Linked DNA regions of Mus musculus: regions 1 and 2 are each linked to region 3. Evidence: chromatin contacts called from public HiChIP or PLAC-seq and promoter capture Hi-C data. All regions are on one chromosome and are shown on one strand. The core of a region is the stretch at or near the end of the contact, and the rest is flanking DNA. Distances in the headings are between cores, read along the strand shown.

Region 1 (3,258 bases), core at 42-2,541, 150 kb after region 3:
TCCAGAGGTCCTGAGTTCAAATCCCAGCAACCACATGGTGGCTCACAGCCATCCGTAATGAGATCTGATGCCCTCTTCTGGTGTGTCTGAAGACAACTACAGTGTATAATAAATAAGCAAATCTTTAAAAAAAAGAGTTACTTTGAGAGGGAGGCAGTGGCAGCACTCTGTAGTCAGAGGCAGAGATCACTGAGTTTGGGGCCAGCCTGCTCTACAGAGCAAGTTTTGGGACAGCCAGAGCTACATAGAGAAACCCTGTTGGGGATGGTAGGGACTTTGAAAGTGCTAATCACTTTTGCCTTGCTTAATTTTATTCTCACACAAGGTTTATATTAATTATGAAATTGATAAATAATATTAAGTTACTTTTTCCTAATTTAGTAACCCTGTTATTATTTCAATGAAACAATCTGTTTTTAAAGGTAATACTACAGAACTATGCATTTAATTCCTGAAGTTTTAATTACTTGTGTACTTTTTTTAACAAGGCAAACTTTTGATGCTTCATCTGTGGAAAAATCATTAGAGGAGTTAACTTGTCATAATGACCTATTTCAGAAGGAACAGATCCTGATGACTTGTAAAGTGAGTTAGAGACTGCAGATTTTAAGGGCTGGGTGCTAATGTCTCAAATCAGAAAGTCAGGCAACTTAGCTTCCTTTGCAGAGTTTAGAAATTGGATATAAAAACATACCAAACCCAAGTTACTCTAAAACTTGGAATTCTATGAACAATGTTGAAAATATCCTTGTTATTTTGTCTATACCTTTATGTCAATTATACTTTTTTTAAAAAGTTTATTCTCTGGCATGCATGCATACACACACACACACACACACACACGAGCATGTGTGTGTGTGTGTGTGTGTGTGTATTCATTCATCCATTTATTTATTGTGTATGCATGTGGGTGGATGCATGCCATGGCACACCTGTGGAGGTCAGAGTGTAACAGGCCTCCAGACCTTAGTATACTGATACCACATTGGAAGCACCTTTCAGGCCTAGAAACCCAGTATATAGGTTGCAGCACCTGCCAAAACAGGAGCAAAGGCTAAGTTAACGAGTCCAGGAAAGTCCCCAAGTAAGAAGTCTCCAATGTATTAGCCCTGCCTTTTGGCTTCTGTAGTTCCATTTCCTGCTAGCTGAGTTGGAACAGTCAGGATGTGGGTGTTGTGCATGAAAGACAGAGCTTGGGGCTGCATATTTGGGCAAGCTTGCCCGTATAGTAACGATTGTCACTTTGGCTTTAAGAGAGCCCCTACGGCAGTGTCTGGTGCGCTTGCTCACATCACAAGTGCAGCTTGCAGAAGTAGGTTCTTCCCCTTGGCCGTGTGGGGCCTGGGCCACACTGAGCTCATCAGGCTTGGCAGCTCGTGCCTTCCCCCTCCCTGCCGAGGCACGCTGCTCTTTACGTTTATTTGTTCATGAGGAAACATTAGTTTCTGAATTCCTTTTTTTTTTTGATACAGGCTCCCTCTACCCCTGGTTGTCCTTGAACTCCCATAGATTCTGACTCTGACTCTGGAATCTAGGGATTAAAAACTGCATGCCAATAGCCAGTCCTGTATTCATTTGTTGACTGTTAGGGTTTTTTATATAAAACATTTATATTTACAACTATTAGCTTTCTACATAGAAAGTGATAGTCATAACTCTCATTTTAATATTAAAGATGAATCTCAACTGGCCTGGGATGCAGTTTAATTTAGCTTAGGAATGCTTCTTCCTGATGCCTACGAGTAGTTTTCCACATTTGAGAAAAGTATGTAAGTGGTGAATAATTGTAAGTAAGCCCTACCCACGATACACTGTACATTCTGATTGTGGATTAAGATTAGATTAAAATATTCAAGTAAATATGTGAGTACAGAAATAGAAGAATACAAGATGGAACTGTTTTGATGAAGCTGGTGAAGAATAAACAAATCAACATGAATGACTATGATGCAAAGCAGGATGCGCATTACTGTGAAGCTGTGCAGAGGTTGGGAGAAAGTACTGATTGGGAAGGCAAACAACAGTGTAGCATCTTTTTACTGGGTTTTTGAAAGGTGAAGGAATTAGGTATGGAAATAGCCATATTTGTATGATAGTAGATTTGGTATTGGAGGAAGTTAATTTTATCCGAGGCAGGAGAGAGGAGGAAGCAAGAAGTCAGGCACGTAGAGCAGACATTTTGGCAGATTCCAGGTGTGTGGGCAACAGTACTGACAAATGCCATGACGTTGACAGTGCACGATGCAGAATGGATGGGTTCAAGTTTATTCTGTAGTTTCACAAAACCTTAAAACAGAATTGAGCTGACCAAGGTGGTACAAGACTGGAATCTTAGCATTTGGGGTGGGTGCAGAAGAAGCAGGAAGAACAGAAGTTCAAGTCATCTTTTGCTACATAGCCCATTTGTGGATAGCCTGGCCTACAGGAAACTCTAGTCTTTCAAAAACAAACAAAACAACTAAACTGTTAGAGGGAGCTCACCAGAGAGGACTGCACAGACCCAGGCTATAGAGTCTATAGCCAATGAAAGTCTTTATTCTGTAAGGCTAAAGTTAACCTATAAGCCCTGCTTGCCCAAGGACAGATAGCTTCCTGAAATACTGGGTGGGTGTGTGGGTGGGGGAGGTTTCTGTATGATAACTAACACGCTGTCCCAATTGTACAGGATGAGTCTGACCACACGAGGTGGGAAAATATGTAAGCAGGAAGTATGTCAGTGTCCATTCTGTCCCCAGTTGGGTGAAGGTGAAAGTGCAAAGGGCCACAATTCCCCAAAGACTGACCCTGGACTCAAATAGTATGTAAAGGCAGAAGTCCATGCTGCGTCTCCCCGTTACCAAGACAGACGACAGCTGAGTGGGCTCGCAGGCTCTCGTTAAAGCCCATTGGAATTCTGATATAGATGAGCTTCATCTTCCTCTGTCTCTCGGCCTCGCAGAACCATTATCAGGGCGCAGAGGCTGGAAACTGTGCTAAGGAAACTGTGCCAAGGCAGAGGAGCTTTATCTTACTCTACCTCCAGGCATTCCCGAACCATTATGGGGCGTGGACTTTTTCTATTAGTAATTCACTTAGCTGGGCTTGCCTGGACTTGCCCAGTTCTTAGGCCTAGTCTCCTTTTATTTTATTTTATTTTATTTTATTTTTGCATTTTATTTATTAGCTATTTTCTTCATTTACATTTCAAATGCTATCCCCAAAGCCCCCTATACCCTCTCTCCGTCCTGCTCCCCAACCCACCCACTCCAGCTTCCTGGC
Region 2 (3,406 bases), core at 242-2,741, 170 kb after region 3:
TTGTAGTAATGTGGAGATGATAAAAGCCTTTACAACTTTGATTCTATAGGTTTGGGATAGTTATGGCCGCGTGCTGTACGGCTCCCAGCCTCATGAGCACCCCATCACCTCAGTGGCCTGGGCTCCAGATGGGGAGTTATTTGCCGTTGGATCGTTTCATACGTTACGCTTGTGTGATAAAACTGGGGTAAGTTTCAGTCACAGGTATACTGTCGCACATGGTGATGTACAACACAGTGCTCACTCACTCACCTAGCGAGCACTTTGAAATGTTCTCATTGAAAACATTTGATACAACCTCTCTGATTTATCAGTTCCTAATTTGTGAGATGAAGCGGTGTGTAACTGAAGAGTTGACATATTCTCTGTTATTTATCTTTTTGGAAATATTTGTCTTGAGCATGAGTCTGAAGGATCGTAAAACAGTTTAGCTATTCCAATTTATGCCCACTTAGTATAGAACACAGAAATTTAAATGGTATTTTTGGTATCAATATGTTTCATATAAAATTGTAGTCACATATTTGTAAGGAATTAATAGTAAATTTAAAAGTTAATTTTAGTGCCAGTGTTTAAATGTAAAAGTTAATTTTAGTGCTAGTATTTGGAAAGCAGAGGCAGACAGATCTCTCTGAGTTCAAGGCCAGCTAGTGTACATAGCAAGTTCCAGCCAGGAACAGTGAGGCCCTGTTTCAAAAAAATAAGCCAGCAAACTGTTCTCCAGAAATCCCCAAAGCATATGTATTTCCTTCTTAAGGACTGGTGTTTGCGAGCTGAGGTGGTTGGTTGTTAAGCGCCTGCTGCCTGAGCCCGAGGACCTAAGCTTAGGTCTTCACACACCTGTAAAAGCCAAGCACAGCGACACTGTGCTCAGTACTGCTGGCTGGGTTCCTCGTGGCTCAAAGGCGTGTGCTTTAGCTGACTCGATAAGCTCCAGGTTCAGAGAGATCTCAATGTCAGCTTCTGTCTTCCAAATACATACACACACCCGTGTGCACACCTACGTGCACACGTGCACATACTCACACAGATGCCATATGTGTATATAGCATGCATGCATACACACACACACACACACACACACACACACACACAGACAGCACGCACACAAGCGAGCACACGAGTATTCGTGTTTGGATGCAAGTACATCCTGTGTTTAGAGCAGAATTCTATTCTGGCAGATGCCAAGCTCAGTAACTTTTACCCATTGTTCTCAAAGAGTGAATTTTTTATTAAAGTGCTCCAAAAACAGAGCATGATAATGGCTGAAAGAGTTTGAGTTGTTATGTTAACTTTCTGTCACTGTAACAGAATGGATGAGGAAGTCAGCTCATAGAATAACAGATTTATTTTGACTCTTGGAGGTTCCAGTCCAGGACCATTTGTTTCCATGCCTTTGGGCATGTGGGAAGCAGCATTAGGCAGCTGTGTGTGGCAGAGGAAGTCAGGAAGTGAGGGAGGAAGAGCACAGGCAGGCCCCATAATCCCTCTCTAGGGATGTCCAAGTGCTGAGTGCAGAAAGACTTCCTCTTCATTGCCCTACCTTCTATAGCTTCTACTGTCTCCTAAAGGCGTTGTCCTGAAGACGGCTCGATCCATTAACAGGCTTCTGGGGACCCTGAAGGTCTGGTCTGTAGCAATGGGGTGCTTGGGGACTGTTCTTAACCCTCATGGTTAAAATTGGCTCACAGTTGTTCTCTGGCTCCCCTTCTTTGAGTGCAAAGTTGATTAGTTAGAATTTTAGAACTTTATAAATGGCCTATAACTCTTGTGCTTACTTGTTTTCTATCACAAAAAAATTCAACTTTGTATGTGGCAGTAGAAGCTTTGAGATCTGCTGCTGTGACAAACATTCAGTCCCTCCCACAGCTCCTAAAGAGGCTGTGCATCTGGCTGAGTGCTGGTCCCTCAGCCCTGAGCTGGTCACATCCTCACTCCTATTTCCTTTCTCTTATTACCTTTTTCCTCCCTCCTTCCTTTTTCCCAGCCCCCTCCCTTCTGCCCTTTCTTTTGGTAAGAGAGCGTCTTTCTGTGCAGCCCAGACTATTTGAATGTTATCCTCCTCCTGCCTCCCAAGCACTGAGGTTCCAGCTGTCTCCACCATGCCCAGCTTCATCTTTATCCTGGCCTGGAACATTCTCGTTTCCATCTTATGCTTAGTGAATGATACGCGTTCTTTACGGCCTGCTTCTCAATTGACAGTCATTTTTACCATGGCATGGTGTTTAAATCTGTTTCTACTTCTCACTTTGTTTTGCTGCTATACCATCAGGATGTTAGAACATCTAATCCCTTAAAAAATCCCTTAAAAACCTTTTTTTTTTTTACTTTGTTTTCACATGTAAGGATCTTTACCTCACGTGTCTATCAGTGATTGTGTCTATGGAATATATACGCTCATTTTTGTAATATATTATGCTTTTATATTTTTTATTTTAGTTTTATATATATTACTTTTGACTCTCTAGTTGATAGGACCCCATAGCTTAAGGATTATCTATACTTAAGTACAGTCACTATAATTTATTAAGTCAGCTTGTATATAATCATTTTAATATGTCATTTGATTAAAATTTTAAAAAATTGATTTATGCAAATAACCAAATTCCACATTTACCTCATTTGTTACTATATCCTTTTTTAGGCTTAATAATTCTGGAAAAGTAAACTGAATTGATTGAATATGCTATAATTCCTTAGAGATTTGAGACTAACATTTTAAATATATATTCTTTTATCTGATAGTCATCTTATTATATACACTATTTATCAGACAGACGTTCCAGAAACTAGGCTTTAGATATTAAAACATATAAAGACTTGCATTCAAGTTGCCAGTAGTCTAGTAGAGAATCAGATTATAAGACTTACATAGAACAGTCACTAAGTGGTACGTAGGTTTGTTAAGCTCTGTGAAGATGTGGAGAAGGCTAATTCTCCCTGCGGGACATTGATTGGGAAACTGAGGCTTGGTGAATAAGTAGTTCTCCAAGGAGACAAGGTTTTCAGGCAAGAGGAACTTCTCGTGTCTCCAAATGTGAAAGAGTACAGCAGTTTTTGTGCAGTCAGTAGACCTTGCATAGGATATTATCAGGGGTTGATATAGACAAGTTATTCACCAAACATGCCCGCTAGGCTGTATGGAAGAGGATAGTTTAGACCTTGAAGATGTAATGCTTTTCTGTGCAGCCCTCAGGGATTGCTGCAGAGTGAGAAAGGCAAGGCTAAGATCAGAGTGTCTTTCTCCTGCAGCCAGAGACAGCCCCATGTTGACTTGGCTTACTGTGAGAGCATCTGCTCTGAGGTTTTGAACCTCTGGCAAAGTGAAGTTAAAAGCCAGCATGGTGTGCTAGTGTCTATAAAGCATCAGGATGGAGGTAGTAACACACTGGGGCTCAAATATTGG
Region 3 (3,298 bases), core at 47-2,546:
TTTTGCCAAGTTCAGACACATTTAGCTTTCCTCTTCCTTCTGACTCTGAACTGCCACTGCTTCACAAAAACCACACAATTTGGGGAACTAATAATTGATAAATGAACACACACATTTGTTTGTTTTTAGACAGGGTATTATGATGTAGCTCAGCTGGCCTCAAACTCATCTCCACCTGCCTTTGCTAGATTTAACGTGTGGATCACTATGCTCAGCTTAAATATAGTTTTGAAAACATGTCCTCACTCTCTTTTCTGAGCCTAGGGCCTCCAGCATAATTAGCTTCTTCCAATGAGTTGTATTTCTATTATTATTATTATTATTATTATTATTATTATTATTAATTTATCTTGAGATGAACCCGCAAGAGAAGAGGGGAAGTGTCACTAAACTGCTCGAAGTGGCTTTGGACTCTTGCTCTGGCTGGCCTTGCTCTTGGGCTACTTTAACAGCTCCTCCTCTTGCCCAGTAGCTACGATTACAAACCGAGTCACCGGCCCGGAGCGATTCTGAAAAATTTGAGAGGCTCTTTTGTACCTGTTTTACATCCGCCTTTGGTTACAATGTTCCTGGTTAAGAGGTTTCTTTGGGATTAACTTCCTTTATCAAGAGTCACAATGTTGCATTTGCTATGTCATGGCTCATAGTCGTCATTCTCTATAAATTAATACTTTGTGATCAAGCAGTTTAATTTCCCAAGAGAAACTGCTCAAAATGGGGGTATTAGGGAAGGACCAATTTTTCTCAAGTTTCTACCTGTTGCGAACCTTCTACCTTCCTTTTCCTACCGGGTCCCTCTAGCTTTCCCTTCAGTTTTCAGAATGCACATCACCGTAGTCAGTCCTAGCCACGATGCCGGGTCCTAGGTTGGTTCGCAGTTCCCAGAACAGGACTCAGGGTTTAGGACTTCACATGTAGCTTAGACACACCTCTTTGCCTTCCAAAGTGAATGAAGCGCTCAAGTAACACCGGGGGAGAAAAGAACGAAGTTCAGAACCCCAACATCTAAAGCCACCCCGGGAATCATCCCACCATAACCAGGACCACTACACCCTGCCCATCCCCGCCCGCTCCCGGATCTGCTGCTCTTCGGCTGCCTCGGGTTTCTCCCTCCGCGCGTGACCCCTCCCCTCCCAAGCTCCTGCGCCCCGTCCCTTTCCTGCCCCAGACTCTCCCTTCCCCTTTCCTTTCGCTCTTCCGTCCCCCGCTCTCCATCGTCCCTTTTGATTGGCTAAGCACTCCGGAGCCCGGCCGGCCAATCGGCGGACCGGGTTGGCGGCGATGGGCGTGGCCGTAAAGCCGGGCCCTCAGATCGAGGCTGCCTCCCCCTCTCAGCCGGCAGCACATTCCGCCGCCGTTGCCGCCGCCGCCGCTGGCCCCGCAGTCGTCTTCGCCAGAGCTGCTGTGGTACCCGAGCTCAGGGCAGGAGAGGCCAGCCAGGAAGCGGAGGCCCGGCGGGCGAGAGGAAGCGAGCGGACGGGCGGGCGACGCAGGCGGCGGCCGGCTTCCTGGGAGCGTCTGTGCGGCGCGGTGGTTGGGGCGGATCCCGCGGGGCCCGGGCGGGTGGGGAGAGTCGCCGGCCCGGCCATGGCGGACAACGAGAAATTGGACAACCAACGGCTCAAGAATTTTAAGAACAAAGGCCGTGACTTGGAGGTACAGTGGGGTCCGCGGCCTCCGGCCCCCGGCGGGACGCGGGGTGCGTACGGAGTCGGGCGGGCGCGGCGGCCGGCATGGCGCTGGGCGGGCGGGCGAGCGGCCGTGACGCGGGCGCCGCGCCGGGAAGTTTGTGCCGGGCCTGCTCCGCCTCCGCCGGCGACAGCGCCGGGGCCCGCCGGGTGCGGCCTAGGCCTGTCCTGTCGAGCCGGCCAGACACGGGTGAGGGCGGCGGGCATATCAGCCGCGGCGGAGGCCCCGCAGCGGCGGAAGCTCAGGCTCTGCTCGAGCCCCCGACGCCAAGCGTCGCGGGTGGAGGGCGATGGGGGAGCGAGCGGCGACCTCGGAACTTCTCCGGGCCCGAGACGCCTCCACATGCAGGTTTTCCTAATCGCCCCGACTCTGGTTTTACTTCAATGTCCAAACTACAGGAGTCAACTTCTCCGCTGGAGAAAAAGAAAGAAAGAAAGAAAGAAAGAAAGAAAAAAAAGCCACCCCCGCCGCGAGAGGCGGTCCTGGTGATGCTAAGCAGTGCCTTCCAGCGGCCTGGGTTTCAGTTTGGTCCTAGCTGATTCAAAGATGTGGCTCACGATGTGTCCCTTTCCAGTCAAAAGATCACCTGCCTCCACCGCCTTATTTGAGCTTGTCCACAGATCTTTTTACTCCTCTCTGAGAAGAGACCACCAGTTTGCATTCTTACATAGAAAAGTCCAAAGGGTTATACAAAGCTGTCATCCCCTAGTCTTCTCGGTATCCTTTCTCTCCACCTCCTGGTGGTGGTGGCAGTGAGGAATCCGGTAGGCTATGGACTGACACCATCACGTATTATTTTAAAGGGGGGAAGAAGGCTTCGTTGTCATAGACACAGTTGCTTCCAAGGTTCGATGTATTAAGCACACAGTTTCTTTCCATTGTGACTTTTTTTTTTAATATAGGGAATTTAAAAAAAAAGTCAAGCTTTTAGCTTCTTATCCCCTTTTATGTTCTGGTAACTTCTTCAGACTGCTGTGGTCGGTTCCTGAATTTGAGCATTTTCGGGATAGAGATGGCAACTTTTGTTGACTTTTCCCAATGCCAGTCAGTCTTTTAATGTAGTTTATCCTCTTTTAGCTTATTGCAGTCGTTAGAAGAACTGTATGTCCCAGGGTGTGTGTTGCTATTTAGAGATTGTTTGAAAGTTAAGGATGCTTATCTTTGTGATCATTTTTTATAGTGGAAGAAATTTAAAAAAAAAAATTTTTTTTTAGATTTGTGTATAGGGGTGTTTTGTCTGGATGTGTGTGTATGTGCATCATGTGTGTGCCCTGTGGCCAGGGAGCCCATCCTTTGGAAGTGGAGTTGCTTCCAGCTGGGAGCTGCCATGTGAGTGCTTAGAACTGAACCATTTCTTCAGCTCCCAAATTTAATCTCTTTATTGGAGTAATTTACATGTAACAAAAGCCAACTTTTTAAATGTATAGTTCATAGTTGTCATTAAATTTACTTGTTGAAAAATACCTATTTATTTTTACTAATATGAATATCTAGAATGGGAAAAATCACAAGTTAGGGAATATAAATTTGATAAATACTCCAAAGTTAGAAATTTTAGAAAAACATCAGGTAACCAAACAATCTCTAATTTTTTTTTGCTACCAATTTT

What was found. Promoter capture Hi-C pulls out the DNA fragments that hold promoters and counts their contacts. HiChIP or PLAC-seq counts read pairs in DNA pulled down with a chosen protein or histone mark.
Region 1: an H3K27ac HiChIP or PLAC-seq map of thymic regulatory T cells shows a contact between it and region 3, with 2.4 times the contacts expected there. The contact joins the enhancer-like site here to the promoter of Kpna4 in region 3. A contact is called at or near these places in 1 of 39 promoter capture datasets (pre-B cells), 5 of 115 datasets of contacts at active chromatin or transcription factors (the SCID.adh cell line, double positive thymocytes, embryonic stem cells and 2 more) and 3 of 9 other capture datasets (adipose tissue, liver and pancreatic islet).
Region 2: a contact with region 3 is called in a promoter capture Hi-C map of pre-B cells. The contact joins the enhancer-like site here to the promoter of Kpna4 in region 3. A contact is called at or near these places in 1 of 39 promoter capture datasets (pre-B cells), 3 of 115 datasets of contacts at active chromatin or transcription factors (the SCID.adh cell line, double positive thymocytes and memory CD8 T cells) and 3 of 9 other capture datasets (adipose tissue, liver and pancreatic islet).

The regions. Positions count from the first base shown.
Region 1 is chr3:68,979,119-68,982,376 of GRCm38.p6, reverse strand. The region is part of intron 5 of Ift80 (intraflagellar transport 80); the gene reads left to right. Among named protein-coding and RNA genes, the nearest start is that of Ift80, 24 kb to the left of the region's middle. Within about 2 kb of position 1,291, at least 84 of the 459 cell types and tissues checked have an H3K27ac peak or open chromatin away from gene starts, as enhancers often do. A contact at or near this core is called in the SCID.adh cell line, adipose tissue, double positive thymocytes and 2 more, where this site is marked.
Region 2 is chr3:68,958,961-68,962,366 of GRCm38.p6, reverse strand. Ift80 (intraflagellar transport 80) reads left to right here. Exons shown (of 20, transcript NM_026641.2): 8 at 50-187. Among named protein-coding and RNA genes, the nearest start is that of Ift80, 44 kb to the left of the region's middle. Within about 2 kb of position 1,491, at least 3 of the 459 cell types and tissues checked have an H3K27ac peak or open chromatin away from gene starts, as enhancers often do. A contact at or near this core is called in pre-B cells, where this site is marked.
Region 3 is chr3:69,125,090-69,128,387 of GRCm38.p6, reverse strand. It overlaps Kpna4 (karyopherin (importin) alpha 4), which reads left to right and starts at 1,296. Exons shown (of 17, transcript NM_008467.4): 1 at 1,296-1,656. The coding sequence starts at 1,588.